Linked DNA regions of Mus musculus: regions 1 and 3 are each linked to region 2. Evidence: chromatin contacts called from public promoter capture Hi-C data. All regions are on one chromosome and are shown on one strand. The core of a region is the stretch at or near the end of the contact, and the rest is flanking DNA. Distances in the headings are between cores, read along the strand shown. Region 1 holds the start of Trmt112 (tRNA methyltransferase 11-2). Region 2 holds the start of Ccs (copper chaperone for superoxide dismutase). Region 3 holds the start of Fkbp2 (FK506 binding protein 2).

Evidence for each region. Promoter capture Hi-C pulls out the DNA fragments that hold promoters and counts their contacts.
Region 1: a contact with region 2 is called in a promoter capture Hi-C map of liver, with 2.4 times the contacts expected there. A contact is called at or near these places in 2 of 39 promoter capture datasets (both in liver).
Region 3: a promoter capture Hi-C map of pre-B cells shows a contact between it and region 2, with 2.2 times the contacts expected there. A contact is called at or near these places in 3 of 39 promoter capture datasets (liver and pre-B cells) and 1 of 130 datasets of targeted methods (astrocytes).

What each region holds. Positions count from the first base shown.
Region 1 is chr19:6,908,280-6,912,038 of GRCm38.p6, reverse strand. It overlaps Trmt112 (tRNA methyltransferase 11-2), which reads right to left and starts at 2,341. Exons shown (of 4, transcript NM_001166370.1): 1 at 1,777-2,341; 2 at 1,575-1,676; 3 at 1,366-1,455; 4 at 1,011-1,287. The coding sequence starts at 1,854. The coding sequence ends at 1,180. It overlaps Prdx5 (peroxiredoxin 5), which reads left to right and starts at 1,933. Exons shown (of 6, transcript NM_012021.3): 1 at 1,933-2,580. The coding sequence starts at 2,422. Esrra (estrogen related receptor, alpha) reads left to right here. Exons shown (of 7, transcript NM_007953.2): 7 at 29-1,062. The coding sequence ends at 288.
Region 2 is chr19:4,837,900-4,841,710 of GRCm38.p6, reverse strand. Ccs (copper chaperone for superoxide dismutase) reads left to right here and starts at 2,389. Exons shown (of 8, transcript NM_016892.3): 1 at 2,389-2,514; 2 at 2,808-2,880. The coding sequence starts at 2,476. It overlaps Ccdc87 (coiled-coil domain containing 87), which reads right to left and starts at 2,345. Exons shown (of 1, transcript NM_207268.3): 1 at 1-2,345. The coding sequence starts at 2,229.
Region 3 is chr19:6,978,904-6,982,583 of GRCm38.p6, reverse strand. Fkbp2 (FK506 binding protein 2) reads left to right here and starts at 2,120. Exons shown (of 6, transcript NM_001166368.2): 1 at 2,120-2,190; 2 at 3,443-3,611. The coding sequence starts at 3,447. LOC114841036 (Uncharacterized protein LOC114841036) reads left to right here and starts at 2,144. Exons shown (of 6, transcript NM_001370419.1): 1 at 2,144-3,270; 2 at 3,443-3,611. The coding sequence starts at 2,334. The coding sequence ends at 3,134. Vegfb (vascular endothelial growth factor B) reads left to right here. Exons shown (of 7, transcript NM_001185164.1): 7 at 1-112.

The sequences.
Region 1 (3,759 bases), core at 1,092-3,591, 2.1 Mb before region 2:
CTCAGCCAATGGTTCTCTCCCTTCCTAGACTCTGTGCACATTGAAGATGCTGAGGCTGTGGAGCAGCTGCGCGAAGCCCTGCATGAGGCCCTGCTGGAGTATGAAGCTGGCCGGGCTGGCCCTGGAGGGGGTGCTGAGCGGAGGCGTGCAGGCAGGCTGCTGCTTACGCTGCCACTCCTCCGCCAGACAGCAGGCAAAGTCCTGGCCCATTTCTATGGGGTGAAGCTGGAGGGCAAGGTGCCCATGCACAAGCTGTTTTTGGAAATGCTTGAGGCCATGATGGACTGAGGCAAGGGGTGGGACAGGGTGGGGTGGCTGGCAGGATCTGCCCAGCATAGGGTGTTAGCCCCAAAGGGGCAAAGCTGGAGTCTGGGCAGTGCCATAGCCTGCTGGCAGGGCCAGGGCAATGCCATCCGCCCCTGGGAGAAGGCTTCATGCCCTTCCCTCCCCACTTTGTGTGTGTGGGGGATTGTCAGAAGCCAGGAAAGTGAATGCCCAGGTGTGGGCACAGTGCTGCCCCTTGCAAGCCATAACGTGCCCCCCAAGAGTGTTGGGGGCCTCGCGGAAGCCATAGGGGGCTGCAGGGGATGTGCAGGAGGCAGACACTGATCTCAGGGAGGGAAGGGATGGAGGCCGCCGGCTCCCACTGGGTGATGCTTTTGCTGCTGCTTAATCCGATCTCCTCTCCGGAGCAGAGGGGGGCTTGGAAAGCAAAGGCCCCGTCCCTTCGCTCCTCTCCTCATCCGCATTGGGCATTATTGCCCCCCCTTGAAGCAATAACTCCAAGCAGGCTCCAGCCCCTGGACCCCAGGGGTGGCCAGGGCCCCCTATCAGCTCCCACCTCAAGGGGTGGGGGACAGCACTGCCTCTATGCCCTGCAGAGCAATAACACTATATTTATTTTTGGGTTTGGCCAGGGAGGCGCAGGGCCATGGGGCAAGCCAGGGCCCAGAGCCCTTGGCTGTACAGAGACTCTATTTTAATGTATATTTGCTGCAAAGAGAAACCGCTTTTGGTTTTGAACCTTTAATGAGAAAAAAAATATACTATGGAGCTCAAGTACACGGTGGTCGGTGAGTCACTGGGGGGAGTTTGGGGGTCACACATGACACGTCTATTTAACAGACCGTACAACAGAAACACACAGTCAACAAAATACCAAAGTGGCGGCTAGCAAGGTTACGTCTCAGTCTCCTCATCATTCAACAGCATATTGGGGATCCCGCGGCTGATGGGGAAAAGACGACCAGATTCTGGGCATTGCAGGGTGCCCTCCAGTACATCAACCTGCAGGGGAGCAGGACAAAGCTAAGCACCGGTAGCCTCAGTGGGAGGTCTGGGCAGGCGATGCCCAAGGATTCTCACCTCAAGCAACACGTGGTGCATCTTCCTCAAAAATGTCTCGTCGTGCTCATAGCCTTCAGTCGGCTCTTTGGGTACCTCGGCCAAGTTTAACTGTGGAAAGGAAGCGTACGTGGTCAGTGGGCACACGAACACCGAGGCCGTCCGGGCAGGGAAGAGGCTCAGAGCCTGAGCCCGCCCCCAAGGGGCGACAGAAGGGGCGGGGTCCTTACGGTGTCCGCTGCCTGCACAAGCGCCGCCCACTCCACTTTGGGGATCATCCGCGCCACGAACTCCGGGTTGAACTCCACGGGGTTGATGCGGACCTCAGTGGCCTGCGGGGGGGGGGGGGCGGTAAAAAGGTTTAGCGAGGTAGGTCCGGGTCCCGGAGGCTCCACCCTGAACTATATGGGCGATGAACCCTTGTGCAGTTACCTGCAGGCGCAGCGGGAAGCCACGCGTGCCCACGCCCCGCACATGGGAGCTTAGGAGATTGTGGGTGAGCAGTTTCATGTTGTCACAGCGGAGCGCGTGAGGCCGGAACCGGAAGGAGTCCACACTTCTCCTTTCTACCACTTCCGCTTTGAAGCCGTTGAACTCTTCGCCGGACCGGAAGTGGCCGACTTAGGGGACCTTTTGGGGGGCTTGGCGGCAGCCGAGATCGGAAGGACTGTGTTGGGTCACGTCCTGGTACCGGAAGCGTTTCTCGGGGAGACTGCAAAGGCTTACGCCGAATCCCGCTCGCTGAAGAGAGTACACACTATGCAAGTCACGTGTAAACCGGCTGCGTTACGGCGCAGGTAAAACGAACACATTTGAGGCTCAGCCAGATCATCCCCGACCTCTGTTTGCGGCTATGGGTCACGAACTGTCACGTCGGTAAACCAGGCACCTCTTTCTGCGATTGAAGAAGGTGTGCGAGCCCTGAGAGCCCCGCCGCGTCGTAGTGCGTCACGGCCCTGCCCCTCTAAGCCGGCGCTGTGGCTGCGACGTGGGACGTGCGGCGTGGGCGGAGCTGTCCCTGCATCCACCTCCTGTGGGCAGAGCCATCTGCGGGTGGGCTGCGGCAGCGGGGCGGGTATGCTACAGCTGGGGCTTCGAGTCCTGGGCTGCAAAGCCAGTTCTGTGCTCCGTGCATCGACGTGCTTGGCAGGCAGAGCAGGCCGGAAAGAAGCAGGTTGGGAGTGTGGCGGAGCCCGCAGCTTCAGCAGCTCCGCGGTGACCATGGCCCCGATCAAGGTGACCGGTTTTACCTTTCCTGGGTCCAGCCTATCGCGTCTCTTTGGGTTCCACGCGGGGTCTCGGGCTGTCCTCCTTGACGTTTCTTCTTGTCATGTTTTTTGTAAGACCCTGTCTCTGCTTCTCCGTCCTGGGACATTTCTTGAGCTGCCCTCTCACATCTATGCCACGTCCAGGGACAAGTCCCCACCATTTTCAAGCGACCGAATGCTATGTCATTTCCCACATTCTTAAAATGCCTCTTTTGCCGCTTGGCAGCTTTTCCAACCCTTTCCCCAAAGCCCCAGCACTTTTGTGATTGTACTAAACTCCATTTCATCTCATCTTTTGAAAGAGCCATGGTCCCTTGGGGACCTGGGTTGATCTTTTCCACTTCTGTTTCCACTCTATGTATGCTCACCCCGATCCCGCCCTTCTGTTTGATCTTTCTGGGAATTCTTGAACCTATCCCCTCTCCTGTTTTTGGACTTAATTTTTAGAGAAAGAGAGAGGGAGGGAGAGAGGAAGGGAGGGATGGAGGGAGGGAAGGAAGGGGGGGGGCACACAGAGACAGAGGTTGACTTACTATATAGTCTTGGCTGGCCAGGAACTTGGTGTGTAGACCAGACTGGCCTCAAACTCCTAGAGATCTGTCTGACTCTGCGTCCCGAATGTTAGGATTAAAGGCCCTTTATAAAAAGAAGAAAAAAGAAAAACTTTTAAACATGTACTTAGTGTGTGTGTTTGGTAACAGGCATGTGAGTGTGGTGGTCAGAGGACAATTTTCTCAGGAGTCAGTTCTATCTACCATGTCGCTTGTGGGGCTAGAGCTCAGTTGACCAGGCTTGGTGGTGGGCACCTTTACCTACCCACCTCAGCCTTCCTTTCCTCTTGTGGCTCTGAAAGCCCCCAGGTGGGCTGACACTTCCCACCGACCCCAAGAGCCTACATCCTGAACATTTTGGCTTACATAGCTAACCTGGTTTTCCAAAGTGTTTCTCCTGGTGTGTGGATAGGATTTTTCTTCCTGCCTGTTACCAGGCGGTTTCTCAACCCCAAACATAGCCCTCTGTACCCCTCCTCTGTGCATTGACCCATCTTGGGTGGCTTGTTTATACAGTATTGCAACACTTGAGAAGGCCTCTCCCTTTCTCTGTTGCCACCAACTGGCCTTAAGCAGAATCAGTCATGTAGGATGTG
Region 2 (3,811 bases), core at 1,140-3,639:
GGGATCAGAGGCTTGTTGCTCAAACCACTCCAGTCTTCCTAGCAACGACTCCCTCTTTTGAATGGGCTTCAGGACCTGCTCCCAAGCCTTGATCAATGCTGGTAGCTGTTGCAGGCGTGCATTGGAGCTGTATTTAATAACCATGTCTAGCCGATTCTGTTCAGGGACTTCCAACATGACCCACAGTCGTTTGAGACGCTGCTGCAAGTTATGAATGTAGGCTCTCCCAGGTCCTGAGCCATCCTCTATCACTGAGCTCCAATCCCATTTTCCTTGCATGAACTCTAGCTCTTCATCTTGCAGCAGGGGAGGGGGTTGCTGAATATCTAGGTACTCTTGGACAGGGACTGGTACCTCCACAGGAGCCTCTTTTTCATACATTTGGAAGATGACGTGGAGGAAATCCGACTCCTGAAAGGAGAGGTACTTGAAGTAGTCCTCTGAAGACACCGAGGGTTTCAGCCAATTCATCCATACACCGTGTCTGTTTGGTCGCTTGTCCCAGCTTTTGTGCCTTGGGAGTAATGTGAGAGAGGGCACCTTCTCAGGGACTGGCTTCGGAGTGCTTGTTCTTCTGGAGTAAAATCCAACCAGATTACGGTTGATGATTGGCATATGTTTATCTTGGTGTAGAAAAGATGAGGCCAAGTAGGAGGACCAATCTTTATCTGCTGAAGGCTCAATTTGGTCTCCTTCCTCAAAAGATAAGTGACTAACAGAGACTCGGCTCATCAACTCCTTGTAGACCTCTCCGGTGGTGTTCCCAACAAGACGATCCGCATCCATTTCTTCAATGGCTTTACCATCCAGTTCCCCAGTCAGATGGTTGTATAGGACTCCAGCCCCCTCAACGTGGAAAGAGTCGTTAAAGTATCTTTCAGAGAGTTGCACAGTAGCTACCTGGACTATAACTTGATCATGTACCTTCAAAGCAACAGTGACTGGCTGTGGGTGTAGTGGGATGATTCTCGGGGGTTGGAGATCCCACTTTCCGGAGGCTTCTTCCTCCTGCAGGCTTTTGATCATTTGCTGCAGTTTCTCTAGGTGGTGCTGGGCAGTTAGGCGCCGGGTAAGGACCCCGAGGAGGGGAGGCAGGCCAGAGTCCAGCAGGGAGTATCGACTCCACTCCATTCTCATGATCTTCATTTTCTGCTTCAGATCCTCAGCCACTATGTCCCGGAATGGCAGTGGTTTACTCTCTGAAGCCAAGATCAGCGGGGTGAGGGGATGAGGAGAGGGAGGAAGAAGGCACAACTCATCTGCCAGACTCCACCCCTCATGAAGACAAGGCATGGACTGGCCCCTTTGGAGCCAGGAATGGACTGGTGAGGTGGGGAATTGGTGACTCTCACTGCTGGGAGAATGACTAGGCAGTGGTACCATCGGTGAGGGTCTCGATTCAATTTCTTTATCCTTTATCATGGAGGGCACCCAGAGGAGCTGCTGTCTACTCTTCAGCTGGGGGATGGATTTCAACTCTTCCACTGGATCAGGTTCGGGCTCACTGGGGAAATCATATGGGCGGCTGAGTTGGACAAGGTAGTTCAGGTTGAGGCTAGAGCACGGCATGTGGTCTAAGCCAGTGCTGTGAGGCCAGGGGATTGGACAGAGCTTGAAAGTCCCAGGGGGACAGGGAGGAGGACGCAATTTGACTATGCCTCCCTGGGCGTGCTTTAAATTTAGCAGGGTCTGAAAATCAGCCAGCAGACAGCGATAGACATCAGGACTGGTGAGGAAAACTGTGCAATCCCTGGCAAGGTTTACTGCCAACCGGCTGAGGGTGGCTGATTCAGTGAAGACCCTTCTAGAGGTCGGCAGGGTCACCAGCAGGTGCAGGTAGCGTACGAAGAGCTGCTCACTACTGATCAGCACGTAGGACTCGAGCCGCTGCCGCAGCTTCTGGTTGTTTTCGTAGTCCAGAATGGGTTCTATAGGAGGTTCCCGCCAGTTGCACTTCAGCTCTTCTAGAATAACCTCAGTGAGACGAAGTCGGTCCTTGGCAGTTACTCGTGCCGCCCGCCCGCTGCTTGCTAGCCGCTTGGACACTTGGCGGCACAGCGGCCCAACTTTCAGCTTCGCCAGCGGGATGGATTGCAAGGGCGTGGCATCTTGAGAGGGGCGCTTCGGAGGCTCTGGAGGAGGCTTCGCCTTGCTGGGGAAGAGCGACAGCGGACTCAGCAACCGGTGGTAAATCGGCTTGAGGTCAGGTTCCTGACTGTGTGGTTCCATCTTTACCAGGTGGTTCCGGCTGAGCGGGTAGAGGACGCCAAATGGTTACTAAGGAAACTGCATCAATGCGCCTGCGCAGCCGGTAGCACTACCGGACAGCTCAGAGGCCTCAGCCTAGGGAGCGCACGCGCCAAGGAGGTGGAGCTAAGGGCGGCCTCCGAGACTCCGCCCATCCCACAAAGTAGAGTTGTGTTGGTCTCTGGACCCTACCGGTTCGGTGCGGCCTAGGCAGTGACAACAGCTAGGATGGCTTCGAAGTCGGGGGACGGTGGGACTGTGTGTGCGGTGAGTGAAAGCTTCATGTGGAGCCTCGCATAACTTCAGCCCTTGGGGTGATCAATATCTTGGGAAGCCAGGAAAGAACAGGCTCCTGGGGAGGTGAAATTCCGGGGTTAGGACGGAGATGCCCCTCACGGGAGGGGGGTTGGTGGTAAAGACCGCGATCCTGGAATGTTCATGAGATAATAAAGGAGGAATTTGAAGAGAAGTCAAGTGCAATGTGTGCAAAGAGACATAGGGGATGAGGTGGCGAGTAAGGATCATGTCTGACATGTGCCCTGGCCTTGCTTCCCTTACAGTTGGAGTTTGCAGTGCAGATGAGTTGTCAGAGCTGTGTGGATGCTGTGCACAAGACCCTGAAAGGGGTGGCAGGTAAGAGTAGACAATCTTTCTGGGATCAGCCAGGGGTTTGTGTTTAGCCGTATTCCGGTTGCATAGATGCAGAAAGAATGAAAGGAAGTTTCTCAGAGTCCGGGAGATGCAGAGCCTAGAGTATAGGCCTCAAGCTTTGCCTAGCCAGAGCTTTCTTCTAGTACAAACTGCCTGTCCAGCTGCTGAACAGCATGGAACTAGCCAGAGTATAGAGCACTTCCTACCAAGGGCATTCTAGAGGGGGAGGGGGGCGGGCATTTGAGGTCTGGCTTGGGAAATAGAACAGTTCTGAGAAAGCAGACAACATCCCTGGCCCAATTCAGGGACTTTAAGCCAGGAGGTCTGCAGGTGGGTGACCTGGCAGAAGAGGAAAGATATGAAAGGCAGAGTCATTTTCCTGACGCTAGAAACTGGCTGTTTTGGATTCTGTTAAATGTTCATTCAACCTTTCAGCCAGTATAGATTAGACACTGGGGGTTTCTGAGGGAAAATGTTTACCCCTATGCTTAGGTAAAGATCGTATAAGCTTTGGCAAAGGAGCGCTCCTAGAACACTTCCTTGGGAAGCCATGGTGGCAAAGGGAAAGAAGGAGATGAGAGTCTGAAGCCAGGACACTGGCAGGGGTGGGGTGGGGAACCCCAGTGCGTATAGTTCCACAGATGTACAGCTTCGTGCTTATTTTCTGTGTTTCTGTTTCTTCAGTGTTTGAACAGTGTTCATAGCTCAGTGTTGTCATGAGGAGTGAATTAGTTGATACAAGTCTTGAGCCTGTAGTGAGAGCCCACTCAATTTCAGGGGATTGTAAGAGGAAAGAGGAGAAAAGCTTACAGGCAAAGGTGGGGTTTTAGGAGGACGATTGAGGGGACTGATTGTTTTGTTTTATTTTGAGATAAGGTCTTTCTCCACATAGCCCTGGCTTTCCTGGAACTCA
Region 3 (3,680 bases), core at 871-3,370, 2.1 Mb before region 2:
CCCCTCACTATGAAAACCCCAAACTTCTACCAATAACGGGATTTGGGTTCTGTTATGATAACTGTGACACACACACACACTCACACTCTGATAAAAGAGATGGAAGACACTATGGCTGCTTCTGTCATTGTTTGCTACTCTCCAGGCTGGCCAGCTTGGGCAGGAAAGCGCAACACAGCATCATTTCAGTTTTGCTTCCTATCTTACTGTGCCAGTGTGCCCAACCCCGACAGCAGTTCCCAGGTAAAGCCACAACCACAGATTGTTACAAAAAGTCCTTGCCTCCTGCTCACCACAAGGATTCTGACTACCCTGGCCAGAAATTAAGGAGACCTAGACCATAAGAACTGCTTCCCAGATTCACATGGCAAGAATAGATAATTGCCACCAAACGGAACCCTCTTGGCTCTCAACTAGTGTGAGGTTTTTTTTTTTGTTTTTGTTTTTAATATATATAATAATATATATATATAATAGGAGGTATCACCCACTTTCTCTGTTGAGTATACACTTGCAATATTGTTCCTTGTGGCTGCCCCTTTCATGCCTCAATCCTGCCTTCATATGACTGGAAAGCCTTTTTTTTTTCTTTCTTTTTTTCAAGACAGGGTTTCTCTGTATAGCCCTGGCTGTCCTGGAACTCACTCTGTAGACCAGGCTGGTCTGGATTTTGAACTCAGAAATCCACCTGCCTCTGCCTCCCAAGTGCTGGGATTAAAGGCATGCGCCACTAATGCCCGACTGGAAAGCCTTTTTAAAGAAACACACCCAGAGTCTTCTCCACCTACAATCCCTGGCATCCCAGGATTCATCAGCTGCTGTTTGAGATTCCTAACCTACTTGGTCCAGGCTCAGTGTCTACCCTTCTCCACTGTCCTGGGTAGTGTGGGAAGGCTAGCGAAGCACCAAGGCTTTGGCCTGCTACAGAACATTCAGGGACAGAAGTAACTGAAAGTAGCCGCCCTAATGAAGGGACTGACACTGAGGTCATGATCTTGGTGGTATCAAAGCAGGAGTAGGGTAAACTAAAGAATTCCTCAAGATGATGATCATCACATAATTACTTACCCATCCATGAGAGTCTCACATAGCCTGCATGACCTTAAACTTCCTGGCTTCATACATGTTTGGCAAATATTACTGATTTACTGCATCTTCAGCCCTGATGCTGCTTTTGAACTTTCTCTTTTAAGAAAATGTCTCCTGTATCCTAGGCTGACTCAGAATTCTTCATGTAGCTGGAATGTCCTTGAATTTCTGATCCCTCTATATCTACCTCTAGAGTGTTGACATTACAGTCATGGGACAGCACACCATTTTTTATCATGTTTAAATAACTTTCTCAGCAGTGATATTGGTGATCATGCTCTGGCTCAGTGAAGGTTAGGATTTGAGAGCTAAACATTCAGAACCCACTAAGCTTCATCAGATATGCAGTATGCTTCTCTTGGGGTCAACATCATGATTATCTTCCATTGGTATCTGAATAAATGGTCTTAGCAGGGCAAACGGCCTAAGACGGGTATGAAATCACTAGACTCCATAGCCTAACTCAGGTTTGGCTTCCTCTAAATTTCAGGATCTTTAGGTTAGAGAATGTGTCTCCTGGGCAGTGAATGATAGACCTGGCCCAGGAGACGTTTGTTCACCCACAGATGAGACTTGACACTGTAGACCACAAGATGAAAGGGGTCCGCATAGCTCAGGGCCATGTGGTATGGGTGTCATAGAGCGCACCACCAAAAGAACGAACTTAGTCAAGGTCACGCAGCCAGCCAAGAAATGAAAGAACTAAGATTCAAATCCGGGTTGTCGCTCCGAACCCCTAGCCTCTTCCCACAACAACTACCCAAAGGCGTGCCGGTCAGGAAGTCAGCACGGTGCCTGCTAGAACCCCTCCAGGCGCGTGCAGTCATACTTGCTTGACCATGTCACCTTGGCTGGAACTGCCTTCTGTCTCTCGGACACAACTTTTGCCAAACTAGACCCGGAATCTGAACCCCGGAAGTGACGTTGTCACGCAGTCACTCAGGAGGCAGGGCCAAATGAGAAGCCCCGCCCATAGATGCAGCAGCGGGTTTTGGACGGTCCAATGAGGGCGGGCAGCGTGTCCCGCCCTGTAGCGACGAAGACGCGCCTGCGCAGAAGTGACAGCACGAGCGGGATTGGCTCCGGGGGCGCGGCGAGGAGGTGAGCGGGGGGCCACAGCCCAGGCTGGGGGATCCGGGTGCAGGAGGGCAACCTGGGGCAGGCCGGCCTGAAGCGGGCCGGAGTCCGCGTGCCAGCCAGGGGCAGCAAACGAAGGAATTGGGGCTGGGGTCCGGCCTCTGGCAATGCCGCAGGGGGCGGGCTCTCACGCCGTACGGGGCGGAGCCCTGGGGCTCGGGGCGGGGCGCGGAACAGCGGTGGGAGGGACAACGGAGCCAGTGCGAGTTGAGGGCGGAACCCAGTGGCCCATAGCTGGAGTAGGAGGCGTGGGGGGCGGGGCTTGGGGTTTAGAGGAGGAGCTGGAGCAGGTGGAAAGTGGAGCCTTTGGCTCGGAGACAGAGGGCGTGAGATCCCAGTCGTTGGAGGTGGGACTTCAGTCAGTGAGTGGCGTGGCCCCTCTGCTGGAGACTAGGTCTAACATTGCGGAGGGTGGAGCTGCAGGTCAGGGGGCGGAGCTTCACGCCGTAAAGGGTGGGGCCAAGGAGCCTTGCGCAGAGCTAAGCTTGAGCTATGGCCGGGGGCGTCCACGCGGGGGCGGTCTCCGTGGTGGCCGCGCCTGGGGTCGCGGTAGACCGAGAACTCCCCCTGGAGAGGTGGTGTGGGTGGAGCGAGCTCGGCGCCCTGCTGACTCTGAGCCAGTTTGGGTTCCCCGGAGGCCCCCAAGAGCTCAGAGTTGGGGAGGTGCCCCTGGTGGAGGAGGCACGGGGCCGGACTGGGGGGTGCCCCCGGAGGACCGGGGCTCCTCAGAGCCACCTAGTGGAGATGTGTGGGTGCCTCGGGGCCGAACACCTGCAGCAGCCGCAGATGTGTGGGTGTGCTGGACAGGGGGCAGCTGGGTGTGGCGGGAGTGGGGTCGTCCAGTCGGGACAAATCCGGTGCAATCAGATAGGGTTTGGACTTTGCGTAAAGGGGCTAGCGGGAACTGAAGAACGGAGATGGGGACTGGGAGGGAGAGAAGGTCAGGTAGTGAGCAAAGGGAGGGGGCACTGGCTGCTGTGGCCTCCCCTGACCCCCTCCCCTCGCTGCTGGGGTCCTCGGTCAAGCCCCCTTCTCACTGGACTGGTAAGTGTGGCTACAGAGCCCAGGGGAGGGGGTGGTGACCCAGGACTGTGGGATTCCCCAGAAACAGGCAAGATATAATGGGGAGTTGGCGTCCTCCTGATACAGACTGAAGACGTCCCATGACTCCACCCCCCAGTTTTTTGGTTGGGGGTGGGGTGGCCTTTGCCTACAGAGACATGAGGCTGAGCTGGATCCTGACAATACTGTCCATTTGCCTGAGTGCCCTGGCAGCAGCCACGGGGGCCGAAGGCAAACGGAAGCTGCAGATTGGAGTGAAGAAACGTGTGGACCACTGTCCTATCAAGTCTAGAAAGGGAGATGTCTTACACATGCACTACACGGTAAGTGTCAGAGTGGAGCAGCCTCTGGGGCTTTGGCAGGTTTCAGGACCTGAAAGGACTTTGGCATCT